Linked DNA regions of Zea mays: all the other regions are linked to region 3. A link is a contact called in public Hi-C data. All regions are on one chromosome and are shown on one strand. The core of a region is the stretch at or near the end of the contact, and the rest is flanking DNA. Distances in the headings are between cores, read along the strand shown. Region 1 holds the start of LOC103641816 (BTB/POZ domain-containing protein At2g24240). Region 2 holds the start of LOC100272833 (putative protein phosphatase 2C family protein). Region 3 holds the start of LOC100192818 (cell division control protein 48 homolog B).

Region 1 (4,487 bases), core at 712-3,211, 510 kb after region 3:
ATGGCGATGGCGTGGAGCACGCGCTTGTCGTCCAGCGACGCGGCCGCGCCGGCGTCGGACCAGGACCACACCACGTCCTTGGCCCGGAAGTCCAGCAGGCCGATGAAACAGTTGTCCGCCTTGGGGAACAGCGTGGCCACCATGAGCGCGCCGGCGGCGTCCAGCCACTGCAGCCTGTCGGCGTCGCCCAGGGCGCAGCCGGGGGGCTCGTAGAAGAAGTCGGCCTGCTCGCCGGTGGCGCGGTCCCAGACGCCGACGCCGTACTCGTTGAGCCGGCCCTTGCAGCTGGCGAACACGCTCGCGTCCTGGTCGAAGGCCAGCGCGCCGGCGGTGAAGGACTTGGCCTGCCGGTCGTGCGCGACGCGGAAGCGGTGGCGGAGCTCGCCGGAGGCCGCGGAGAAGGCGGCCATGCCGCCGTCGCGCTTGCCGAGCCGCTCCCGGGCCGCGACCAGCAGCGTGGCGGCGTCGAGGTATGCCGCGTCGTTGACCTGCGAGTGGTCGAGCGACACCGGCCGGCGCTCGTCGAGCATCCAGTTGTACACGCGCACGGCGCCGCCGTGCGCCACGCAGCACCCGCCGTCGGGGGCGGCGCGGATGGCCGTGCCGTCCCCGGGGGCGCGCCCCGGCACGGACGCGGCGAGGCGGAGGCGGTCGCCGTCGAACGCGCCCCACCGCGCGGCGCGCACGTGGTCGAGGAGGCCGTAGTAGAGCGCCTCCCGGTAGAGCAGCTTCTCCGGGAGGTGCGGGGGCACGTGGAGGCTGCCCGTGCGGAGCAGGTCCAGCAGCACCGCGAAGCAGGCCGGGTTGCGGTCGATGAAGTACTCGGCCACCCCGCCGCCGCCGCCGCCCGAGGAGGAGACGTTCCAGGACGAGTCGAGCAGCGCGCCGAGCATGGAGTCCCGACCGGCGTTGGCCAGCGTCGTGGTGGTCGTCTCGAACACCTGCCCGCCCACGTTGAACCGCACGCGGCCGCCGGCCGCCATCGTCGGCGCGCTCGCCAAGGAACCGATCTTTACAGCATCTCCGCTTTGAGCAGCATCCAGAGCCCAGTGTCGTGTAGATAGATCCGGGCGGCGATTGCCGGAGGGGGTCGAATTGTCGAGCTGCCTCCGCTGCGCTGTATCGGGCGGTTGGGGAGACGGTGGATTGCGCCAATTACTAGTGCACGCGTTTGTACGAGGTCGCGGCGTGTATACTACGATACGAGCGAGTATCAACAGGTTGGTTGGATTGGATGGCTGCCTCTGCTGGATTTATGGCGTAACGGCAGGGCGGAGGCGTAGACGAGGGAGAGGAGAGCTAGCGAGCGAGGCAGGTAGCAGGCGATGTGGCGGTGTCGCTTTGACGTGAAGACGGCGCTTGATTGGAAGGAGAAGGAGAAGGACAAGGCAAAAAAAAATCCCCAGTCGCCAGCGCAACGGCGGGGTCGGGTTTCTAGCAGTGTCGCCCGTCCCAACCCCCGTTTTGGGGGGACCGTGCTACGCTGCGTGCAGTCAACGATTCTGAACAAGGAAGGTGTGGAGGTCGTCATATGAGCCGCCCACTCATCTATCACACCGCCGGGCGCCGGCCTTTTAGTGTTAGCTGCAACCGTGCAACCGCCCGAACATGGCTACTGACTGGTAGGCGCGCAAACTCGCACACACAGGACAGGACTGACTTCACTTCACGTCGTCGTACACTCGCAGAGCATCGTGCGTGCCGCCGGGTGCCCGACCCCTTGCGCTCGCGGTCGGTCTCCGTGCTCCGATGTCCGGCTGCAAGTCAAGCCTGTCCTCTCCAATCATCGGCGCAGGCGCATCTTCAGGGTTCCTCAATCCTGCTCGTTCGCGGTCGCAGGCGGGGCACGGCAGTCCTTGTGCTTGTCGGTCGGGGACTCCAGGAAACGGCGCTGGCGGTCTGTTGTGGTTGTTGGGTTGGGGGCTCGCATCTCGGAGCTCAGCATTGTCAAGCGGACACGCACGTACATACTTCGATCCTTGCATGACAATGGGTTAAATATCGAGTTACTACTAGTTTAGTCCTAAATCACCGAAAGAGTCGAACTTTACAAAACTAACTAAATATATGTATAAATATGTATAATATAAAATAAATATCATTAAATCAATACCAAATATATTTTTTTGTAATAAACATGCTATGAGATATATCTTCATAACACTTTCTATAATAAATATAGACATACTTCAAAAGTGATATATTCATAACATTTTATAAACTTATTAAAAAATAACTTCTTAAAATGTGATACTAGGACGGAAGAATAAGATTCAGTAAAAACTGGAAGCCTTACTAAGTCCAGATAGTCAGAGTCCGAGAGCACCAGAATAAACGATAGATTAGGACCTCTTTGCCATGGCTTTTTGGTCAGATCCGCCTCTACCAAACAGTCACGAAAAAACGACTTTTCGTGGAGAGCCCACTAAAAGTTACGGACAATGAAATTATGTTAGATATTATTCCCTCCCTTCTAAATTATAAATTGTTCTATTTTTTAGAGAGTCAAACTATCTTATATATTAATTAAATTTATATAATAAAATAATAACATTTATGATACTCAATAAATACTATTAGATTTATTGTTAGCTATATTTTTACAGTTATATCTATTTGGTGCCATAAATCTTTATAATTCTCTTTATAATTTTGATCAACCTTAAGATGCATTAACTTCTTTACAAAAATAAATAACATATAATATAAAACAGAAGAAGTACAAAGAAACAGAGGAAGTACAAACTCAGACTACTTTTCTTCTGAAACATTCGCTTCATAACAGGAGCATACTTTTGTTTGCCAGAAGATAAGTCGAAATGCATTACGATTTGGCACAAAAGCTTTAAGCAGAGCAAAAGCATCAAATCCATTTTTGCCAGAGGCACAACCGTTGGCAACGAGATTCTAAAAAGAAAAGTAAGACCAAACATTATAGCTCCTATTGAGAGTTTAAAGGCCTGTTTGGACGCTGGCGTCTAGCGCCACACCCCGCCTAAGGTACGGCGGCTGATTCGGCCGCCATAACTGCGACGCGCGAAGTGTGGTGCGGCGTGGTGCCAGCGGCGGTGATCCAAACACGCCAAGACTGCTACAACTACGAGCCGACTCATGATGCCCAAATTGCCAAAGCGCTAAGCTGGTAAAACGGTCCAGGCAATATAAAGCATACATGGCATGTCCCATGCCAGCAACTTGAGACTTTAGACTGCAAGGGCGGAACGCCCCTAAGATGATGAGCTGCATAGCTTCTGAGCAACTAGTTGCGGCTCTTTCTTCTGCGCTTCTTTCTGGTAGTAGTTTTAGCAGAACCCTTCTCCTCTGATGACTCACCTTCATTCTCCTCTAGCTTCCTTTTGGTTGAAAGACCATTGGTCTTGGATCCATCGTTACCTTCGCTGGATTTCACTTCATCTTTTGAATTCTTGTCTTCACTACCAGCATCATCTTTTGAGTTGTCGGTGCTATCAGGTTCATCCTTGCTGCTTGCCTTGACAACAGCATTCTGAGCTTTTCCAGTAGTAGATCGAGAGTGCCTTGCACCTTCCTTCTTGGAGTTATTGCCAGTCTTAGGTGTCACTTGAGTATCCTTCTCAACACTTTTTCCCTTCAGTCTGGCTGGAGTCACAGAGCTATCAGCATTTGGCATATTATTGCTGTCGTGCATGCCTTTTGGACGCCCTCTCTTCTTGGGAGGATTCTTAACATCACTGCCATTGTGCATAATAGTAGTTTCACATAAGCTACTGTGTGTACAATGTATCAAGATAGCACATCCATAATAGTAAAAAACTTACCTTTGAGGTGTTCCTGTTTTCCCTCCTTTCATTTGTGGACCCGAGCTCCCCTTAGCTTTTCTGCCACGTGGCCTGATTTACAAGAAACAACTCATAATTTAACAAATGAAACCTTTGCCATCAAGTTATGACCTAAACAATGAACAGGAGTGAAGTATCAAGTAACATTGACATAGAACTGGGAGAGGGGAGGGGGGATGAACAGAAGAATCGAAGTTCATGAATCAGGATAGGAAGTAACTCCACAGATGTAAAGAAGAAGACACGCTAGGAATAAATCAACTTCAGAATTTCCAATTGGTGGTTACCACCAAATAGCAAAATTATAGCTAGACAATCAAACAGATCAAAGGCATGCTAGACAGGTTAAGTTGGAGATAAGGACAGAGACAAAAGCACGTAGAAGAATTCACATAAAAGCTCAAATGACGAAAAACATTGGTTGTTTGAAAAATCAAGCGTGTGCATGACACCGCTGCTTTGTTTTTTTTTTGGAGTTTTGAAACTAGTAACCTATTAAGTGTAAAAGGCTGCTTCTAGCAACTTAGGCAGAAGCCAGTTCTTAATACGAGAGAGGGGAAACTGCAGTTGTGCACACAATCACATTATATTGTTTAATGTTCTGGAATAATTATAATTCACTCAAAACACAGAGCATACAGAAGGCGCAAAGTAGAGTTTTTTTCTTAC
Region 2 (3,905 bases), core at 1,332-3,831, 260 kb after region 3:
AGGAAGGGGATTAGCGGGTTAGGGTTTGGATCGATGCGTGCGTTCATGTCTGCTTGAAGTGTTGGGCCTTATTGACTCGGACCACGAAGCTGATGGCCCGACTTTCGTGAAGGAAGTGAGCCAGAAAATTGCATGCCTCCGCTGGGCTCGGCTCACACTCAGCTCGTATCGTACCAACCGAATGGAGGAGAGTGCAATGAGTTCGCGGAGCGTGGCCGACATGTGGGGCACTGCGGACGCCAAGGCTGATATGCTCGGAAGCCCCACCGTTGGAATTTGGAAACCTGAAAGCATCCCTCACGCAGCCCGAGGCCACGTGCAGGGGAGCACCCCACCTCCAAGTCCACCTCGCTGCCTCCCCTCTCTTGTCTCCTTCTCCCTTCACGATGAGGCAACGACGCAACGTCGTGAGGCTAGGCCGCTAGGGCTAGTACACACCGCGGCTGGCTGGCTGGGCTCCGATGTCCATGTGGTGGCCGCTGTTTGTGGAACGCCATGACACGAGGGTTGGCCAGCCAGGGGCGGAGCCAAGGGGGGCCGGCAGGGGCCATGGCCCCTCCCAAGGCTGCAAGACAGACAAGAATATATATATATATATATATATATATATATATATATATATATATTGTAAATTTTGTATGTCTAAATATATGTGCTTTAAATTTTGTGCAGCACAATTAATCAAATATTTAATATAGTGGTTAGTAATACATGATTCAACTAAAGTTTCAACTAAAGTTGTCACCTTATAATTGGTGTGTACACGACAAAATTGACGTGTACCTGCGTAGTTTGACGAATTTTCATGAATCCTCGAGACTAGTTGGATTTTTGAATTCTCTCAACAAATAGTTAGCTACCTATGAATATTAGAGTCATTGTATAAAAGTTGAATCTTATCAGTCGGATATTCATCGTTATATCGTCTTTATTATTTTGGTATTGTTCTTGCGTCACAACTTTAATTTAATATATCAATTAGCTAGAAAATGGACTCATCCACTAAAATAATCTATAAAGATCTAAAATCCTTATTTCATGTCGAGTGCTTAAACTTGATAATATTATACAATATTTTTTTATCGGATAGTATTGATGAATTGATTGGCCCCCCTTATATCATAATCCTGGCTCCGCCCCTGTGGCCAGCCATTCGTTGTTGCTGGTCATCCGTCTCGCGAGTGTAGCCCACAGAAGCTGCCGCTACCTCGACGCCGGAGCCGTCTGGTGCCGGTGCTGCGATGACCTCGTAAAGGTGCAGCATTGCTCGCTCGCGGGAGGCCGTTGCGCTGCCGCCTCCGCGAGCGGTGGGTGGCATGCCCTAGCCGCTTGACGCGACGAGTGTCAGTTCCAAGTTGTCAGCTTTGGCGCCCGTGTGCGGAATCGTAGGACCACACCAGGTGCTACTCTTACACCAATCCTCGATCGCCTCAAGATTTCTCACGCTGATCATGCATTCATGCTAGCTGTTCTATTTTGATTTTTAGATCCCCAGTGATCGTTGAGCGTATCGAACCTTCCCTCATGCTCACTCCCACATTACAACTATTATCTCTGCCAACCATTAAGTGACACTTTATTTCGCTACAGTTATTATGCCTATGTATTTATGTAACTCTGATCTCGCTACAACTAAGCCTCACGGTACCAATTGATTAAAGTTTGTCCACATAATTTGATGCTTCAATCAATATATATTTAGATCTGAAACGTGCATTTCAAACCTGAAATAAGATAGACAGACAAGGGGAGGAGAATGGAATGCCAAGAGTATCTCCAACAATCTTAAAATGTATGACTCAAATCATAAAAAACAACTCCAATAATATACTATTTTATAATTTTTTTGTCAACAAATATAGGTCACTCAATAAAGTAACCTAAATATATTGCACTCCAAGCTAATGTCATTTTCAACATTTTCTTTTCTAATAATGTTATTCGCTTCTAAAAATATATAAATTAGACTTTAACCGTTGGAGCGCAATTTATTTTTACTATCCTAAACACTTTGAATGATATGGTATTTTTATTTTTGAGCATTATTCTGAGTTACTTTGTTGCTGTAAGGCCTACAGGCTACAGCTGTCGCGGTCAAAAGATAGGCGGCCAGGCGGCTGTAACAAACAGGACAGAGAAATGCCCTCCAAGAAAGAAGTGTGACATAATATCAGCGCACCGTACCGTGTTTCTTTCGAAATTTGGGCTTCACGTCGCCTTAATCCACTTTATCCTATTCGTATTATTAACAAAGAGGGTTAATTGCCGAACCGCATTTTCTTTACTGCACGGCTTGCTATTGATGACAGTGGAATCTGGATTAACCATTTAACCGCCTTCCTGATTGGGCAAGTTAAGAAAAAGTCGGCAAAGGCGGCCACCGGGCTCGCGGCGTGAGCTGTCTGAGCGTGCCGCGTCTGCGCGAGGCCGAGCCGAAGCCGGTGGAGCCGATCCATCGGCGCGTTGCCGCGTTGGCAGGCAGCGCACCCGACTATCCGAGCGAAGCAGGGAGTGGGTGGCGCTGGGTATAAGTGCAAAAGTGACTCTCCCTTGCATGGGACGACCGCATTCTCTTTCCTCTCTCTCGCAGTCTCGCCTCGCCCAACCCAGTCCCTCGCGCGCGCTCTCTCTCCTGCAAGGACCGCCAGGGAAGGTGAGACCGATTTCTGTTCCCTTCCCCAAAACCCCGTCCTCCTCCTCCTCCTCCTCCTCCTTCTAAAGCTCGTAAGACCTCTCTGCCCTCGCGCTGCAATTTCGTCTCACCCGGTGCAATGTTCGTGGTGGTGTTTTGAATTAATGTTGCTGCTGTTTTTCCTTGTCCCCGACCGGATTCCATGCTCGGTGTGCTGGTGATTTTGAATTTGCGAAACCCTGCGAGTTTTCGCCCCGCGTGGGTTTGGTATTGTCGTGAGTTGTTCCTCCGTGTTTTTGGTGCTGTTGGCAGCGTTGTTGCAGTTTGTTGGTTGGTTTTACTGTCCTGGTGGTTTTTGTGGTGGCCAAGGAGGTCGAGGGGGCCGCGGGGGCACCGATATGGCTCCATGGTGATGATCTCCGCTGTCCGCTCGCCTCCCTCCTTCGAACTCGAGCATACAGCTGGTTCTTCTGGTTCTTGTCACCGTCGATCTCTTGACGGCTACTCTTTGCTTTTGTGGGCTAAGGCTTAAATGTGGGAGGTGTGCGGTACTGGTGGGCGCTCTGGTTTGGAGTTCCATTCCCATCCTTCTTCGCAAGGCCCTGGATCTCAGAAACTTTTTGCGCCGTTGTGCCACCAGTTCGGGCTTCGCTTGTGTTGCTGTTGCTTTTCATATGGTGGCTGATTCGGAGCGACAGCGGCTATAGCACCGCGACTCCATGCATGGAGAACTCTATTCGCCTTTCCTCTCGAAAATTCTGACGTCCTTTCATCAACCGTTTATCGTTTAACGCCTCTTGTGTTGTTCTTGCTACTGCTTATGTGCGTCAGAACTCGAGGATAAATCTGCTCATGATCTGTCTAATCTTTTTTGTTTTTGTTTTGGTATCTGTTATGCTCGGCATGTTTGAGAGATCGCTCTTTTTGAATGTGGTCTTAGGGTTTTAGAAACGTGTGGATTTGAACCACTTTTTTCTTATCCCTTTTTCTGTTGATCTCTCGACACTACTGGGCGTGCGATAGGGTCCCTTTTCCTGTTTCCTTGCATTGTGCTCTTTGGCCGAACGTTGGACCTCCATCTTGATTTTCTTTTGCTGAACAATTTCAGATCGTTGTTGCCGTGCCAGCATGCACTGCAAACTGCATGCCGTTTTATTTTCTCCCCCTTGCCTTTTATGTTTATGTCAGGGAGTTGGCATTTCTGGCTTACTATCAGTGTAAGTTAAGCTTGCAAAATCGAGTGTGTTTTCTTGTCTATTACTATAATTTCTTG
Region 3 (4,176 bases), core at 1-2,500:
TGGGTATTACACCCCCCTGCCTGCGCATTGCGTGCACATGCGCATCACGATTCACGGACGCGGCCCATAACTCCGCTTGCGTCTGCTGCATAAGTACGTTTCGCGTTGTTGCGCGGACGACGTACAGGTACATCACAGATCGCGCTAGCTAGCGACGTGCGTGGGGCGTGCCCCAGTGGCAGACAGAACGCTCCGCGTTTCAGGACATGGGCCAGAACGGTTAACCCAGAACACAGAGGGCCGAGCCCGACAGGCTACATAAATACCCAGTACGTCGATAGTAGTACTGGTAGCGATATTCCACTACACCATTTCCACGAATACACTATTTATCTTAAAAACTCATTTCTCCAAATATACTATTTATTCATAAACACAGATACACGTATACGCCAACGTACCAGACGTTTTGATTTTTTTTTGCTTACATCAAATTTATTATAAATTTAGACATATTGTATGTACTAGTTAAATAGCAAAAGCTATGTATCGAAAAATAATATCTTATAATTTGAAATAGAGAGTAACAATCTGATCAACAAGTAACCTACAGATTTCTAAGATCAAGCAATAGCTAAAACATCACCCCTTATTTTAACTCTTAGGTAGTACCCAACAATGACATATAAAGGGTCCTGAATCCTATATTTAGAGAAGATTCTCCTTCTTTGCCCTTTTAGAAGTATTCTCTAAATAATACTCTAAATATAAAATCTAAATAAAATATAGAGGATATTTCTCTGTCCTCTCTATATATATATAGATTCTCCATATATTTTTTTACTAAAACTAAAATATGTGCAAAACATATGAGAGTGTGACAAATACATGTGTATAAAAATTAAAATAAAATAAAAATATGTCTCTAATATAAATATTTACGTAAGCTCCTGGTTGGCGTGGTGGCTGGGCTTGGAATGCGACGACTGGCATGACACAGAGCTCGTGGTGGCATGGCGGCGGACGTGTAGCTCTCGACTAGCGACGAATATAAGTTATTTTTTGTAAATGTTGATTTTGAAGAAATGCAATAGTTCTTTAAAAAAATTGTTGATGTATGATGACCGTCAAAATTGGTATTTTATAGAAGTAGAGATAGAGATATAGGTAGAGAATAGGAAAGAAGATAAAGATAATTATTAACCTGTTCAATAAAAAATACTACTAAATAAAGTTTGGCCCATCACAGTCCATAGCCGATGGCCCATTAGGCCTACTTAGAGTTCAGTCATTTCTAATTCGTCAGCACACATCACGCATCACTCAGTCGCTCGCTCCCTCGCTTCGATCCACCGGCGGCGGCTGAGGTGCTGAGCGGCGAGGCAGCGAGCGCCACTGCGACCTGCGTGCTGCTGTGCTCCTGCGCGGCTGCGCGCCGGTGGACGACCGGGCCGTCGGCGTGGTTCCGGCTCTCCGCGCCTGCGCGGCTGCGTCGCGACGAGCAGTGCATCGGCACAGTGGCGGTGCGCCCCCCGCGGCGAGGCGGCTTCACGGACCGCGGTTACCGAGCGCCGTCGCGCCGAACGGGCGCGGGCGGCAGGCCTCCTGCCGGCTGCTGGCGAGCGCTGCTGCCTGCTGCAGGCCAGGGCGAGCGGGCGAGACGCTGAGACCGCGTGGGCCGCGCTTCCCTAAGCCAGAGCAGCCGAGCTCTTCGTCGTTCGTGATTCGTTGGGCCATCGCCAGCGACGAGCTGCAACCAGGTATGCTCATCCAAGCATCCCGTATTTTCCCTTCCTGCTGCACGAAATCGAGCCTTCTAAGGCGTTAACCCTAATTAAGCTACTTTCCTTCCTATTTGAATGATTGCTTGGTTACTTTTATTGAGCGTAATTTCTTTTTATAAGTTAAGGATGATAACATCATTAGACGCTATCAATCGATGAAAGGTTGCAAAATAAAAGTTAAATTGTAATTTTATTTTAGTTGTTTTGTATCTAAACAATTTTTATTTGAATTATGAATTTGTCGTATTTTATTAAATATACTTATCTTAGAGCCGGTTTGATGAGTAGTGAATTGGAGGGGATCCCCTCCTGGCAAATCAGCCCTTGGGAATGCCCTATCGCCAAATCCTGACTCCACAACTGAGCGGAAACCAGCCGTGGCTGTACTATCAGCGATTGTTTTTGGCTGTAGAGGTGAACTGGTGAAGTGATGGGCACGGCGATCGTAAGCGACGGGGGCGGTGAGGGAAGCGATGGAAAGTCGGTTGACGGGTGGCAGGCAGAGAAGGCCGTCGCGGGCAACCGTAGGGCACTCGAGGCCCTTCGGGAGCTCGTGGCTTATCCTTTCCTCTACGCCCGCGAGTCCCGTTTGCTCGGCCTCAAGGTAATGTGCTCCCGTCTCTTGCCCCCCATCAGACTTCGTCATTGTCTGCTACACCTCCGAATTAATCATTCAGCTTGCTTTCTTCAGTGGCCCAGAGGGTTGCTGCTCCATGGCCCCCCTGGCACCGGAAAGGTACTGAATTTGCAATTCCTTGTCTTGACTCTCAGCTCTTTCTTCCATCATCTAAAATAACTAACTCTATCACAAGTCTTTACACCGTGAAGTGTTTGGGTTGTTTCTGTATATCGTGGAGTGCTTGGATTGTTTTTTTGGGTTTGATGTTTCTGCAAGACGTAAACAGTATGGTGATTGTTATTTTGACAGACAAGCCTGGTTCGAGCTATTGTTCGAGAATGCAACGCGCACCTGACAACGATCAAGTACTGAATTTACTTTGTTGTGTTTCTGTTAGTGCTGACATGTACATTGTATTTTTCGATATGATTTGGAATATTGCTTCTGGCCACCTTGACAGCCCATATTCTGTACACAAAGCCCATGTGGGAGAGGGAGAAAAGTTCCTGCGTGAAGCTTTTTCTGAAGCATATTCTCAGGCTTTGCGGGGTAAACCAGCTGTGATATTTATTGACGAACTTGATGCCATATGTCCACGCCGCAATAGTAGGCAAGTTTTGCATGTCTCTTTTATTTGTGTGCGTAAGTTGATCGTGAAATAGGGAATTTACACTGTAGATTACACTGTTTGCATAGTGAAGTCTGAAATAGGAGATGAGATAGTGAATGAGATATGGTAGCTGCTGGAGACAGCCTAAGAGCTTGTTCGTTTTGCTCTCAATCCATGTGGATTGGGTGGGATTGTGTGAGTTTAAATCCCAAACAAGTCGAAATCTTTCATAATTTTTTCCAATCCACATGGGATTGGAATAACCGAACAAGGCATAAAGGAGATCTTATTACTCTTTCACAGGAGAGAGAATGAGTCCCGCATTGTTGGCCAACTTCTTACTCTCATGGATGGAAACAAAAAGGCGTCAAAGATGCTTCCTCACATAGTTGTTGTTGCATCGACTAACAGGTCTGGGCATGCCACACTTTTGATTTCGAAATACCTTTCTTAATATAATTCAAGGTCTATTCCATGGTTAAGAATCCTGCTGGGACATGATTTACAATTTATAGTTCTATACGCAGATACCATGCAATGTCGTTATGTTGAATTAATTACAAAAAATCTTTAAATAGTTATCTAAGCATTCTGTTGCTGGATATGGTCTTTATCGTTGAACTAAAACACAGCTTGTTACCTCATTAGGATAGATGCCGTTGATCCTGCATTGAGAAGGGCAGGACGTTTTGACTCAGAGGTAGAGGTTGCCGTTCCTACAGTTGAAGAAAGGCTGCTGATTCTTAAGGTAATATTTGATGTCACATTTCATAAATTTGTTTGTAAACAGTGGTTTTCTTACGCTTACTGTTGCAATTTAGGTATCTGGCCTAGGAATTTTCTATTGATAAATGAAAAAAAACCCTGCCGGGGAGAGAAAGACCGTCCTCTTGGTATTATATTAAGAAAAGACCGAAACATGGTCCCGGCTGAGAAATCCCCGAACCCTGTCCCCCCCTCCCATTACTAGCGGTCCGTCACCTCCCAATCCGCAATGGCCCAGCCGGAGGGTGGTGCGCAGGACGTAACCCGGGATCGGGCGGGGCACATCATAGTTTTTAAGGCGAGATGAGTTGAGCCACCATCGCCTTACTGCCTAGGCGAGCCACCCTTGCCTTACCGCTTAGGCGACGCTTAAGCGTCGCCTTACGGATGCCTTAAAAACTATGGGGCACAACGAGATGTTTTTTTAACCAAGCCAAAAATTCGTCCGGAATCGAACC

The links. Hi-C and Micro-C count contacts between places; a contact is called where the count stands out from the background.
Region 1: a Hi-C map of ear shows a contact between it and region 3, with 2.3 times the contacts expected there. The contact joins the promoter of LOC103641816 here to the promoter of LOC100192818 in region 3. A contact is called at or near these places in 2 of 25 Hi-C or Micro-C datasets (ear and tassel).
Region 2: a Hi-C map of ear shows a contact between it and region 3, with 2.9 times the contacts expected there. The contact joins the promoter of LOC100272833 here to the promoter of LOC100192818 in region 3. A contact is called at or near these places in 3 of 25 Hi-C or Micro-C datasets (ear, endosperm and tassel).

Annotation. Positions count from the first base shown.
Region 1 is chr10:131,064,478-131,068,964 of Zm-B73-REFERENCE-NAM-5.0, forward strand. LOC103641816 (BTB/POZ domain-containing protein At2g24240) reads right to left here and starts at 1,962. Exons shown (of 1, transcript XM_008665143.4): 1 at 1-1,962. The coding sequence starts at 983. LOC103641817 (enolase-phosphatase E1) reads right to left here. Exons shown (of 16, transcript XM_035963502.1): 15 at 3,798-3,869; 16 at 2,681-3,710. The coding sequence ends at 3,260.
Region 2 is chr10:130,810,833-130,814,737 of Zm-B73-REFERENCE-NAM-5.0, forward strand. It overlaps LOC100272833 (putative protein phosphatase 2C family protein), which reads left to right and starts at 2,582. Exons shown (of 11, transcript NM_001147286.1): 1 at 2,582-2,653.
Region 3 is chr10:130,556,092-130,560,267 of Zm-B73-REFERENCE-NAM-5.0, forward strand. It overlaps LOC100192818 (cell division control protein 48 homolog B), which reads left to right and starts at 1,251. Exons shown (of 13, transcript NM_001309858.1): 1 at 1,251-1,700; 2 at 2,137-2,328; 3 at 2,416-2,460; 4 at 2,653-2,708; 5 at 2,804-2,953; 6 at 3,257-3,364; 7 at 3,602-3,701. The coding sequence starts at 2,155.